2 separate regions of the Sus scrofa genome follow, and region 2 is linked to region 1. Evidence: chromatin contacts called from public Hi-C data. All regions are on one chromosome and are shown on one strand. Each heading gives the region's core, a stretch centred on a gene start, on an enhancer-like site or on the middle of the called end of the contact. The rest is flanking DNA. Distances are from core to core; before and after follow the strand shown.

Evidence for each region. A called contact is a pair of places that touch in the nucleus more often than the background predicts.
Region 2: a contact with region 1 is called in a Hi-C map of skeletal muscle, with 2.9 times the contacts expected there. The contact joins the promoter of ZCCHC10 here to the promoter of LOC100524308 in region 1. A contact is called at or near these places in 3 of 47 Hi-C or Micro-C datasets (heart right ventricle and skeletal muscle) and 2 of 2 datasets of contacts at active chromatin or transcription factors (alveolar macrophages and skeletal muscle).

Annotation. Positions count from the first base shown.
Region 1 is chr2:135,184,194-135,190,157 of Sscrofa11.1, forward strand. It overlaps LOC100524308 (cytochrome b-c1 complex subunit 8), which reads left to right and starts at 2,173. Exons shown (of 3, transcript XM_003354278.4): 1 at 2,173-2,312; 2 at 2,454-2,621; 3 at 3,574-4,044. The coding sequence starts at 2,468. The coding sequence ends at 3,668. It overlaps GDF9 (growth differentiation factor 9), which reads right to left and starts at 258. Exons shown (of 2, transcript NM_001001909.1): 1 at 1-258. The coding sequence starts at 258.
Region 2 is chr2:135,303,163-135,309,126 of Sscrofa11.1, forward strand. It overlaps ZCCHC10 (zinc finger CCHC domain-containing protein 10), which reads left to right and starts at 2,692. Exons shown (of 4, transcript XM_003123930.3): 1 at 2,692-2,951. The coding sequence starts at 2,911.

The DNA.
Region 1 (5,964 bases), core at 923-3,422:
CAAAGCTCTGGAGTCTGGCTGCAGCCTGGGCAACCCCCCATGCCCATCATACAGAACATTGAAGAGGGGGGAAGGGAGGCCAGATCTGTGTCTCTCATCTGGAGGCCGCAGCAAGGACCAAGGCTCAGCCTCAGATTCCAACACAGCACTAGTTGCAAAGTGAGCTTCTCTTCTAGAAGCCTGAGAACCACAGCTAACAGGAAAACAGAACAAGGCAAAGCAGCAAAAACAAAGGAAGAATTTTCTGGGAAGCGCCATAGTTTGGAAGAACTAGCAGGGAACACATTTCCCCATACCAGTCTTCTTAAAAACCAGGAAGAGCAAAGGTTGGTTTCTTAAATAAATTTTAGGTGTGTGGGTGGGCTAGGTTCATTTCTGTAATCAGACCTCAAGGATGCCTAGCTGAAGATAATTTTTATCAGCTGTGTGTCGGCTATAACACCCTATTTATTCAATTTGTCCTAATTAGATACAGATTTACTTGGTTATTCAGCTTCGGTCTCCCTTTTCCCCTGAGATTTACTTAAACATCTCAAGTTGCTATACTAATCGACTAGCTGTGCAGCTGAAAGGCTAAGAGGAATTAAGGAATGACCTTAAAAACACCAATTTTTTTGTGAGAGATTAGGATTCTTAAAACGTTTCTTAGGTGCTTGCTGAAATTCCCATGACATGCGGAAAAGCTAATTTATTATTCATGATGATACGCAGATCTGTTGGTATGCAATTTATGGTATTAGGTTTACTCCTTTCATTCTCACCACCTCTCCGCTTCCAGGTGCTTAGAATAATTATTTACTGCAAGTTACTTCGGAGGGTGAAAGTCACAACTGGCACTGAAATTCCAGAGAGCAGAGAACTGTTAAGTTCCCTAGTTCTGAAAAGGAGCTTAGGAAGGATGTATAATTGGAAGACTGCAACATGCTTTAAAAAGTAGGACGTCACCTTTGATCCTGACATTTTAAAATGTAGTATCTTGATGTCTTTACTTTCCACATTTATCTATACATACTTTTAGTTGAAAGGTTTAGATATTTTCAGGTGCTGGAAAATCAAAGTTTTATTTTTCATCGATCGTCCAGAAGGTGGGAGAATTTTCTAGGGTATTTGTGTTTTCATCTGTTTCAAGTATGTTCTTGCCTCTGGTCTGAGATTAGGTTAGAGATAATGTTTTAGAGAAAGAAGACAAGGCTGCACCTTAAATAGCTGAGTACACTCAAGGTACAAGATAAAGAAGCCGTCTATTCAGTACCTAGGCTGATAAAACCGAGGTATATCTGTAAATTTTAGGTTTATCGCCTGTTCAGCCTCCCTGGCCCTTGGTTAGGAAGGGTTATAAAACACAACCAAACTGCTGAAAACGAGCTTGGTCTTAAATGACATATGACCAGCAATTCCGTGTACGGAACATTCACAGATACGCTGCATCAAATGAAAAAGTCAGTCAGCTGTACAGGGCGGCAGTAGCCGCCTTAAGTAGAAAGCATTTTCCAAACAAAAACAAAAACAAAAAACGGCATCACCTGCAACATTCCTGCCTCCCTTCCTTGGAAATGGAATGAATTGTGGGTCACGTGACATCCCGCTCTAGGCTGAACTCTGTCGGGGTGGGGGAGCGGGGGCTATGGAGGTCGCCTCTTGCCACCACTAACAGCAGTTCATCAGTTGCTGGACAATTATTTGAGGTCTCCCGTGGCTGAGTTTAAGGAAACGTTTTTATTCTCTCTCGGGAAAACCTACACCCTACCAGTGAAATATAATCCAGATTGCCAAGAGAAGCCCCAGATTCGTGTCCCTGATTCGTGTCCTGGAGTCTCGAAGGGTCTGAACATAAACGAGCCCCGATCCTGCTACAGAACAAGACCGTGTAAAACCTCGCGTCAGGTGCAAGGCGGCTGGACTTCCTTCGACCTCAGGGGCGCTCTCCACCGCGCGATGACGCCGGGCCCTAAGCGCGCTGCCAGCGCGGCGCTTGAGGTCGGCGGGCCCCTTGCTCTCCGACTCTTAGTCCGCTCGTTTCCGGCCGCTTCTTGCGTCTTCCGGGAGAGGTGAGGCCCGAGGAAAACCTTGAGCCACGCCGGAGCTCCAGCGCCCGCTCAGCCGTGCTCTGCCCGGACCCCGGGCAGGCGCCGTCCATCACACGTCACCTGAAGGGGGTACTTAACTCCCACACTGGAAGCAATGGCGCCTTCCCCTGGAGAACGCCGGGAATGGGTCCTCCCGGAAGTGACCTCACCGCCTCCTTGCGCAGCGCCCGATCCTACCGGAAGTGGCAGGCGGAAGCCGGTGAATCCCGTCCTGTGGAGGGCGAGGTGACCTCGGTTTGGAGAGTAGGGTCCGGTTGCTCGGTCTCGGTGGCCCCGGGAGGGATCAGGAGCTTTGGGGAGGACCTCGGGTTGGGGACGGCGCATCCGGAGCCTGAACCCAGCGCTTGTTGTCTTTCCGTCTTGCAGGCGCAGGTGCGATCATGGGTCGCGAGTTTGGGCATCTGACGCGGATGCGCCATGTGATCACCTACAGCTTGTCGCCCTTCGAGCAGCGCGCCTTCCCGCACTACTTCACTAAGGGCATCCCCAATGTGCTGCGCCGCACTCGGGCGTGCATCCTTCGTGTTGCGCCGCGTGAGTGTCCTGGCTGGGCGGGCGGTGGGGGGGGAGCTGGACTCCTAGTCACAGTGGGAACTGCGGGTCCCCTCAGTGCTCTGCTACGAGTAGGCACTCTGCAGCTCTCTGTACACACGTTTTCTCGTTGAATATTCCTGAAGGCCCTTGAACTGGTCATATCATCGTCCCCATCTTCCAGATGACAGGGGTGAGTCACATAGAACTTATATGACTGGTCCAAGGTCACTTGGGACGCCAACGTCTTCCTCTGAGGTCACCTTTACCCACTTTTCCCTTAGCGCTGAACTGTTTTGTATTAAGGGTGCAGCTAATAGGATAATTGCACATCTTTGTGACTTTGCTACCTATAGAAATATATTTCAAAATGGTTAAATGATAAAGTTCATGTTACGTGAATTTTATCTCAGTTATCTCAGTATTTTAAAAAGTGCAACAGGGGAGGGATAGGCACACATTTTCCTGGGTAAACCCTTTTTACATACCTGCAAAATGGGTGTGTAATGTAACCTTTCTTGATCATCTGTTTTAAGAGTGTTTTCTTAGAAATTACAGGCAGGAGAAGTTCCCGTCGTGGCGCAGTGGTTAACGAATCCGACTAGGAACCATGAGGTTGCGGGTTCGGTCCCTGCCCTTGCTCAGTGGGTTAACGACCCGGCGTTGCCGTGAGCTGTGGTGCAGGTTGCAGACGCGGCTCGGATCCCGCGTTGCTGTGGCTCTGGTGTAGGCCGGCGGCTACAGCTCCGATTCAACCCCTAGCCTGGGAACCTCCATATGCCGCGGGAGCGGCCCAAGAAATAGCAACAATAACAAACAACAACAAAAAGACAACAAAAGGACAAAAAAAAAAAAGAAATTACAGGCAGGAAATCAGAATATACTGTGAGTTATAAGAGGACTGGGACCCATGTGTCTTATGTGTGTTTTCTGCTTACTCTTATTCTTTTTATAGCATTTGTAGTGTTTTATCTTGTCTACACATGGGGAACCCAGGAGTTTGAGAAATCCAAGAGGAAGAATCCAGCTGCCTATGAAAATGACAAATGACCAACTCATCAGGATGATGGTTCCTTGTCTCTGAAAGACCCATCTCTGGGAGAAGAGTCCACATTGTAGTGTCTTGAAGACACAATAAACTTTCTATGGGCTGCACTGTTACGATTTTGCGTTTTTGTGAGCATAATCCTTGGATGTGACTGGTAATTTTCAAGTTCATGAATTCCTCTCCCAGCATGAGTCCTGAACCATTTTGGCTAGTGTAAGTTTGGTGAAGGATTGTGGCTCACCTTTTGTTCTGTAATCCACAAGAATGTAGCTGCAGCTACTCCTGTACTTGACCTGTTGTGAATAACACGGACTACAGCGAATGTTGGCTTTCTGCCCTCTGCTCCCATGACAATAAAATCTCCTAACTGTATTGTAATTATTGTGTGTCAGGTATTCTTCTTAGCCCTCTACATGAATAAGCTCTTTTAAACCTCAACTGCCTTTGGTTTTTGTTTTTTATTCACAAATACCTTTGAAGTATTACTGTTAAACTCCTTTTGCAGATGAGGACACAGGCACAGAGAGGTGAAGTGATTTGCCCACAATTGTCTAGGTTGTGAATGGTAGAGACTGGCCCTGAAGTTTGTGGAGTGTTTTTTGGTTTGTTTTTTTTTTTTTTTTTTTTGCTTTTTAGGGTTTCACCCGAGGCGTATGGAAGTTCCCAGGCTACGGGTCTAATTGGACCTACAGCTGTAGGCCTACACCACAGCCACAGCAACACCAGATCCGAACTGCGTCTGCGACCTTCACCATAGCTCACGGCAACGCTGGATCCTTAACCCACTGAGCAAGGCCAGGGATCGAACCCGCATCCTCATGGATACTAGTCGGATTTGTTACTGCTGAGCCACGACAGGAACTCCAAAGTTTGTCTTCTTAAAGCTTAAAGCTATGCTATACCCCCTTTCCTCCTAAGGCAAGGCTGCCTTAGCCTGATGAAGTCAGCTGTCAAAGGAGGGGGTGAGGTGACCCCTTTGTTTCTAGAACTGGGGTCAGCAAGCCGACTGTGTTTGTACCGGGTGGCTAACAGTGGTTTTTTTAGCCATGTATGGCGCAGAAGGCCTAAAATATTCCTCCTCTGGCCCTTCATGGAAAATGTTACCCCTGTCTTAGAGCCTTTGAATCATCCTTCGGGGAGAAAAGGTACCCTTTTCCCTTCACCATGAGATGGTAGGTGTTGACAGTTTTGTGCTTCTGGTTCAATACTCCATTTCTAGAAATTTCCTTTTTTTTTTTTTCTTTTTGTCTTTTTAGGGCTGTACTCTTGGCATATGGAAGTTCCCAGGCTAGGGGTCAAATCAGAGCTGTAGGCACCAGCCTACACCAGAGCCACCACAAGGCCAGATTTGAGCCATGTCTGTGACCCACACCATAGCTCATGGCAAAGCCGTATCCCTAACCCACTGAGGGAGGCCAGGGGTCAAACCCTAGTCCTCACGTATGCTAGTTGGGTTCATTAACCACTGAGCCATGATGGGAACTCTGAAACGTGCTTTCTTCTAAGGACACATCCTGCTGGTCCAGCGTAGCAACTTTTACAGGTTAGCTCAGATAATGGTCCAGGCTATATCTTTCCTTTATGTTTGAATGATTATTCCAGCCTTTCAGGAACCAAAGCTAAAGTACCTCAAAACACACTTCAGTAAGACAGAGTGCACTGTTGGTCAAGTCGGGTAAGGAGGTACAGCTGAGACTGACAGACTTGGGCCTTCATCCTTTAACTCTTGCTTCCTGAATGTGTGATAAAGGCAGGAAACCCTTCATTCCTTGACTTTGAGCTACTCCCCCATAGGTAGATGTGCTAATGACAAAGCCATAGACAGGGCTGAGGTCATAGGGAATGAGTGATATTTAAGAGTCTGTGTGGGCTTAAAGGACAGCAATGTGAAGAAAACTTGCCTCACCAAACACAGTCTCATTTTCTTGGCTCTTTGTCCAAGTTTATTCACAAGCCTTGCTGTCTAAGTGCTGTGTATTTGCGTCAAAGACACCTTTGAGAATCTGATGAAAGCAGTGGACCTGAAGGTGTAAATGTACACACCCTTAACCTTGCATAATTTGAACAGGTTCATGGGTCAAGGGAGGATTGATCACTGCCTTGACAGGCCATTTCCACCCCCTCATTGTAGCTCCAACCTTCCCGGGGCCCATGACTGCCCTAGTCCCATCTCTTTTTTTGTCTTTTTGCCATTTCTTGGGCCACTCCCGCAGCATGTGGAGGTTCCCAGGCTAGGGGTCGAATTGGAGATGTAGCTGCTGGTCTACGCCAGAGCCACAGCAACGCAGGATCCGAGCC
Region 2 (5,964 bases), core at 1,442-3,941, 120 kb after region 1:
ACTTTGCAGAACAGATGCTGACTCACAGACATTGAAAAACTTATGGTCTCCAGAGGAGACACTTTGGGGGTTGGGGGGATGTGCTTGGGTTATGGGATGGAAATCCTGCGAAAATGGATTGTTATGATCATTATACAACTACAGATGTGATAAATTCATTTGAGTAATTAAAAAAAAAAGAGAGAGAACTCAGCTTTGAGACTCTTAAAAAGACTCTAAGTGTTTCTTCAATGTAAGGCTTTCCTATCATTTCTCAGATAAAATGCAAATTCCTCAGCATGACAAATAATACCCTTGATAACACTGCACTCTTCCCACTTTTGCAGTCTCCCACACCACAGGCTCCGGGCCATGCTCAACAATTCTTTCTGAGGCAAATACGTCTCCCTTGAAAGGCTTTATCAAACTCTCCCAGCAATTGTTTTAAGACTTTCAGGTCTCCAGCGACTTATGACTTGACTTATGCTTGCACCGCTTAAGGCATGTCTGTAGTGGTTTATTAATAGCCTATGAATCCTCAGAGGAGGACAAAGACAGGTTCTTAGTACTAGCTGTTAAATTTTGCATGAATGAGTGTGTGTCCACATACTCACTGATTCCCTTCAAGTGAGCTAAATAGTTAGGCATGACTTTCCTTGCGAGTATCTAGTTACATCGGTTTTGTGACCCTAGGCTTTTATTATGGCTTTGCCTAGTACGGAAATCATCTTTCCAGAGTACTCTCAGGACTTCTTAAGAAAGGGAATTGTTTTATCAAGTGTATACCACAATGTCCATGTAACAGAAGTTACCTAGCAGTTCTATGGTTTTCATTTTTGATTTTGTCCAGAATTTTTGGGAGTAAGATCCAGTGCTGGGGATTTATCAATGTGCTCTAATAGCATTTATTATCTATAATCCAAGTAACTTGTAATAATAATTATAGTAATACTTGCTTCCTGGGAGTTCCCCTCATGGCTCAGTGGGAACAAAACCAGCTAGTATCCATGAGGACGAGGGTTTCATCCCCGGGCTCTTTCAGTGGGTTAAGGATCCAGGGTTGGTGTGAGCTGTGGTGTAGGTTGCACATCTGGCTTAGATTCAGCCTGACTGTGACTGTGGTGTAAGTCGGCAGCTACAGCTCCATTTAGAGCCCTACCCTAGGAACTTCCATGTGCCAAGGGTGTGGCCCTAAAAATATATAATAGTAATAATAGTAATAATTGCTTCCTCCTATTTGTTTTATCTTACTCTCTCTTGCCTTTTCACATTTGCTGTAGTGCAATTTCCTTTAAAATTCGTTGACAAATACATCTTAATATTGTTTTGTGGAAAACTTGAAAATTTGAGAACAAACTTCATCTAGAAAAATGAATGTTTAAGAGCAATAAAGAGAATTGAGGAGAACTAGAATTATTTAGGAGAGACTTGACCTACCAGACATCAAAATAGTCTAAAAATAAACTATGGAAATCAAAGCCATACAAATACTGGCACAAGCAGATCTTTGGAAGAAAACAGAATGTCTAAATGAATTAAATTGGTACAAAATCGGAGTTCCCGTCGTGGCTCAGCGGTTAATGAATCCGACTAGGAACCATGAGGTTGCGGATTCGATCCCTGATCTCGTTCAGTGAGTTAAGGATCCGGCGTTGCTGTGAGCTGTGGTGTAGGTTGCAGATGAAGCTTGGATCCCACGTTGCTGTGGCTCTGGCATAGGCCAGCGGCTACAGCTCCGATTGGACCCTTAGCCTGGGAACCTCCATATGCCAAGGGAGCGGCCCAAGAAATAGGCAAAAAGACAAAAGAAAAAAAAATTTGTACAAAATGGATTTAGGAGACTAAACCTCCATGATCTGTCATTAAATGCTAAAATATCCTTAAATAATTAATATTTGTTACTCTTTCCAGTTGACAAATCAAATTTACCTATACCCTTATAACATCACTATGATATACATAAAAATGTAAGTAATTAACATATATTGCACTTGATGGTTTGATAAGGTCAGCATTTTTCAATGGACGGTTTTTTTGTTTTGTTTTGTTTTGTTAAAGCCGCACCTGCGGCATATATAAGTTCCCCAGCTGGGGGTTGAATGCAAACTGCAGCTGCCAGCCCACGCCACAGCCACACTGGATCTGAACCACATCTTTGATCTACACCGCAGCAGAGGCAACACAGGATCCTTAACCCACTGAACAAGGTCAGGGATTGAACCCAGCATCCTCATGGATACTAGTTGGTTTCATAACCCGCTGAGCCACTGACGGGAACTCCTCATCTGATGGTCTTACTCTTGTTTAACTCATTGTTTTTCACTTTGCTCTCCAGACAACTTCTAGTTTCTTCAACACTGCAGTTTCATTCATTTATATATAAAAATTCATTTGTGTATAAAGATGACCAGGAGTTCCCCCTGGCTAAGCAATAACTGAAACTGACTAGTATCCAAGAGGACACGGGTTCGAGCCCTAGCCTCCATCAGTGGGTTAAGGATCCTACGCTGCCATGTGAGGTGCGGTATAGGTTCCAGACGTGGCTTGGGTTCCCAGTTGCGGTGTCGTAGGCCGGCAGCTGCAGCCAGGATTTGACCTCCTAGCCTCGGAACTTCCATATTCCACAGGTGAAAAAAGAAAAGGGAAGGAACAGATCAACACCTCATTGGAGAATGTTCTTCCCTGTCTCTCCTAGCAATTACATGACCCCACCCTTCAAAAGCCTTGTTCAGAAGAGACAACCGACCTCACTCCTCTTCCTCAAACAAGGGCCCGACACAGGCCCAACCCCCTACTTGCCCCAGAAGCTGCCCCCGCGACTCGCCAGGCGGGACTAGCTCCGCCCACGCCGACAGCCTCCAGGGTTCGAAGGCCCCGCCCCCTTGGAGGAACTTCCCAAAATCCTGCGCGGCGGGCGTCAGCTGCGCTAAGATGGCGACTCCCATGCATCGGCTCATAGCCCGGAGACAAGCGTAAGTGAGGGCCGGAGTCGGGCCGCGGGGCGGGCTGGGGGCGGGGAGAAGCGCGTCAGCCAGCTGGTGAGCGGGCGCCGGGATGCTGGGCCAGTGTCAGATCCTCTTTGTGACTCGGCCGAAGGTGCCGTTTTTCTCATACGTTGCCTCCCCGCAAGGGGCTGGGGCCCGGGCGTTAAGTTTGATGTCCGGTGGACTAGCGATTTCGTGGACGACGGCTGAGTAGGACCGCTAGGCGGGACCTAGGGGTGTCTGAAGAGAGTTTAGCGTTTGGCTCCCGGTTACGGGACGCCCCGGAGTTGGTCACTAAGCGATTGATGCCCCTTTGACAAGTTAGCCGCCCACCCCACGCGTGACAGGGAGAAGCTTGCAGCCCTCATCCAACACCCCCTTTTCTCGCCGACGTAAACCTTCCGCTTCCTGTGAGGGCCTCCAGCCCATCTGGCTTTACCTGCTCCCTTCCTGTTACCTTCCCTAGAAACAGCTGACTACGACGCCGACTTTTTCCCGAACTATCTTCTCACTTTCTGCCGTTCATTCTCTTCAGCAGAATTTAATAAGCATTGCCTATCATTCTATGTCAAGTTTGGGGTATGAGGAAAAAGAAGTGTTCAAGGCAAAACCTCTGCTTTCAGAAAGCTTACATTCTGTTGGTGGAGTCGATAAACTAAACATTTTACGTAAATACAGTTGATAAGAGCTTTGAAGAGGAAATAAGAGGTGATGGAAAGAGAAAGATCCACGTTTGGTTGGTTGGCCAGGAAAGACTTTTCTGAAGAAATGTTTCTGTGGCATTGGAAGAGATCTGAAGTGTGAGAAAGGAGCCAGTCCTGAGAGGACTAAAGGAAAGAGCATCTAGACTGGAGTAGATACCTTGAGACAGGAAAGAACTTCGTTTTTAAGAACCGAAAGATGGCCAGTTGTAGCTAATGAGCTAGTGAAAGGGCGCGCAACAAGAGGTTTGCAGTGAGGAGATAATGAGGGAGTTCATGCCGGATGCCCCCCAACGTGTTTTTTTTTTTTTGGCCATGTCTGAGGCATGTGGAAGTTCGAGGACCAGGGATGGAACCTGAGCCCACAGTAGCCATCTGGGCCACTGCAGTGACAATGCTTCCTAAACCCGCTGTGCCACAAGAGAACTCCCCAGATGCCCCTTTCTTGTAGTCTTTTTTTCTTCTTCTAACCTGCACACTTAACTGTCTGCCGCTTTTTCACTCTCAGCCATTTTTGCCCTCACCATTTTCTCATTTATTGCCCACAGTCTGCTCGAATGTATGTTTATATTTCTTTTTATATTTATATTTTTTTATTTTAAGAACTCTGATCATCCACGTCTCCCTTTCTTCAGACTCTTCCTCTCATGCCCCATGAAAAGAGTCCCTTGAGCGTAAGGATAAAGACTTAGGGAATCAGAGTAAGTAGTATGCTGGCTGGAGGAAGGGCACTTTGAAGTCAAATGGTTCTGAGATTAAGAATGGAGTGACAGTACTTAATAGGTGTGTGCCTAATAATGTCACCAGGGTCTAATCTCTCACTCTCAGGTTTGTTCTTTTGTGTGTTGGTTCCATACTTGGATAGATTCACTCCTTTGGTCCTAAGAGGCTGTTGTATTTAGGGTCCTTTATGTCCTCTCAGCTTCAAGTTGATAGCATCTCACTGTCTAGGTTGGGTTCTATGCCCTTCCCTGAACCAGGTCTATGGGATTATGAAGCTATGATTGATTTGGATATCATTTTTTTTCCTAGCATAATTGAACGGATCTTTATAAGCCAAAGAAGAGCTCAGTGGTGGTGGTAGTTTGGTCAGAGGAGGTAATGATTGCTAGAGTGACAAAACCAACCAATATCCACTGTAAATATGAAGTGAAAGTAAGACTTCTAGTACTTTTAGCATACGTTTTGGAAGTATCACAGAATTAAACAAATGTTCCATTTTTGCAGTGTGTCTTTATGTAGTACATGAGCTTCACCGAAGTAAAAGACAACTCAGCTTTAGGAGGTTTTGGTCTTACTGGGAAGCAAACATGGTGTGTAATAAAACATGTCATGGTTTACAGACTGTCAGGAGTCCCCAAGTAGTCAGAGAGGGAGACCCTTTAGAGGCAAGGGCAGTCCAGTATTTTTGGGGGTGAGGGGAAGGCAGAATAGGAGCATTTACTTTGCATTTTATATTTATCAAAAAGATTTAACTTTGTAAGTTCCCTGGTGGCCTAGGAGGTTAAGGATCCAGCATTGTCACTGCTGTGCTTGGGTCATGGCTGTGGCATGTGTTCAGTCCCTTGCCCAGGAACTTCCACATGCTACAGGAGCAGTGAAAAAAAAAAGATTTAATTTTATTTATAAAGAGCATATATCACTTTCATAAGAACACTTTTAAACTACAGGTTATATACGAGAAAGTACTATTGACATTCTTTTTTTAAAAGTCTTTGGAGGAAAAGAGGAAATTTTGAACTTCCCATTCAGAACATCTTTCAGGAACCTAACTTTGAATCAGACTTAAACACAATTATATGCAGAATGAGAAGAGTAGAAGTGAAACCCAGTAAACTTGAGGACTAGGTTATAGAGTCCTAATCCAGTCTGAATATGTTTAAGGCACTTGGCCCAGGTATTTGCTCCCCAACATACCAGAGATTTTCCAGGTGAGACGGCTGTGCTGCTGCTGGTAATCTGAGGAACTCTGGCAGACAGAAGTGGTGCTGAAGGATTGGATGTAGGCAAATGCTGTTTTGATTTTCATAGTGTGAATAGTAGATTCCACAAACTAGACCAGTGAACTTGACATCCATTCCAGGCAAAATCTGGCTGGATCCACTCAGAAAGAAAAGCCAAAATCACCAGGTATCACATCATTACAGATGATGTGCCTTGTTACCTTTTATGTATTTATATTTCAGTAAGGCACTTTGGAGAGTCTCTCAGGGTATCCCTGAACAAAACAGGACAATTAGGTAGATCCATTGAACATCATGGACAAAGAATATTGTGTAATGGGTTTAATGAATATGTAG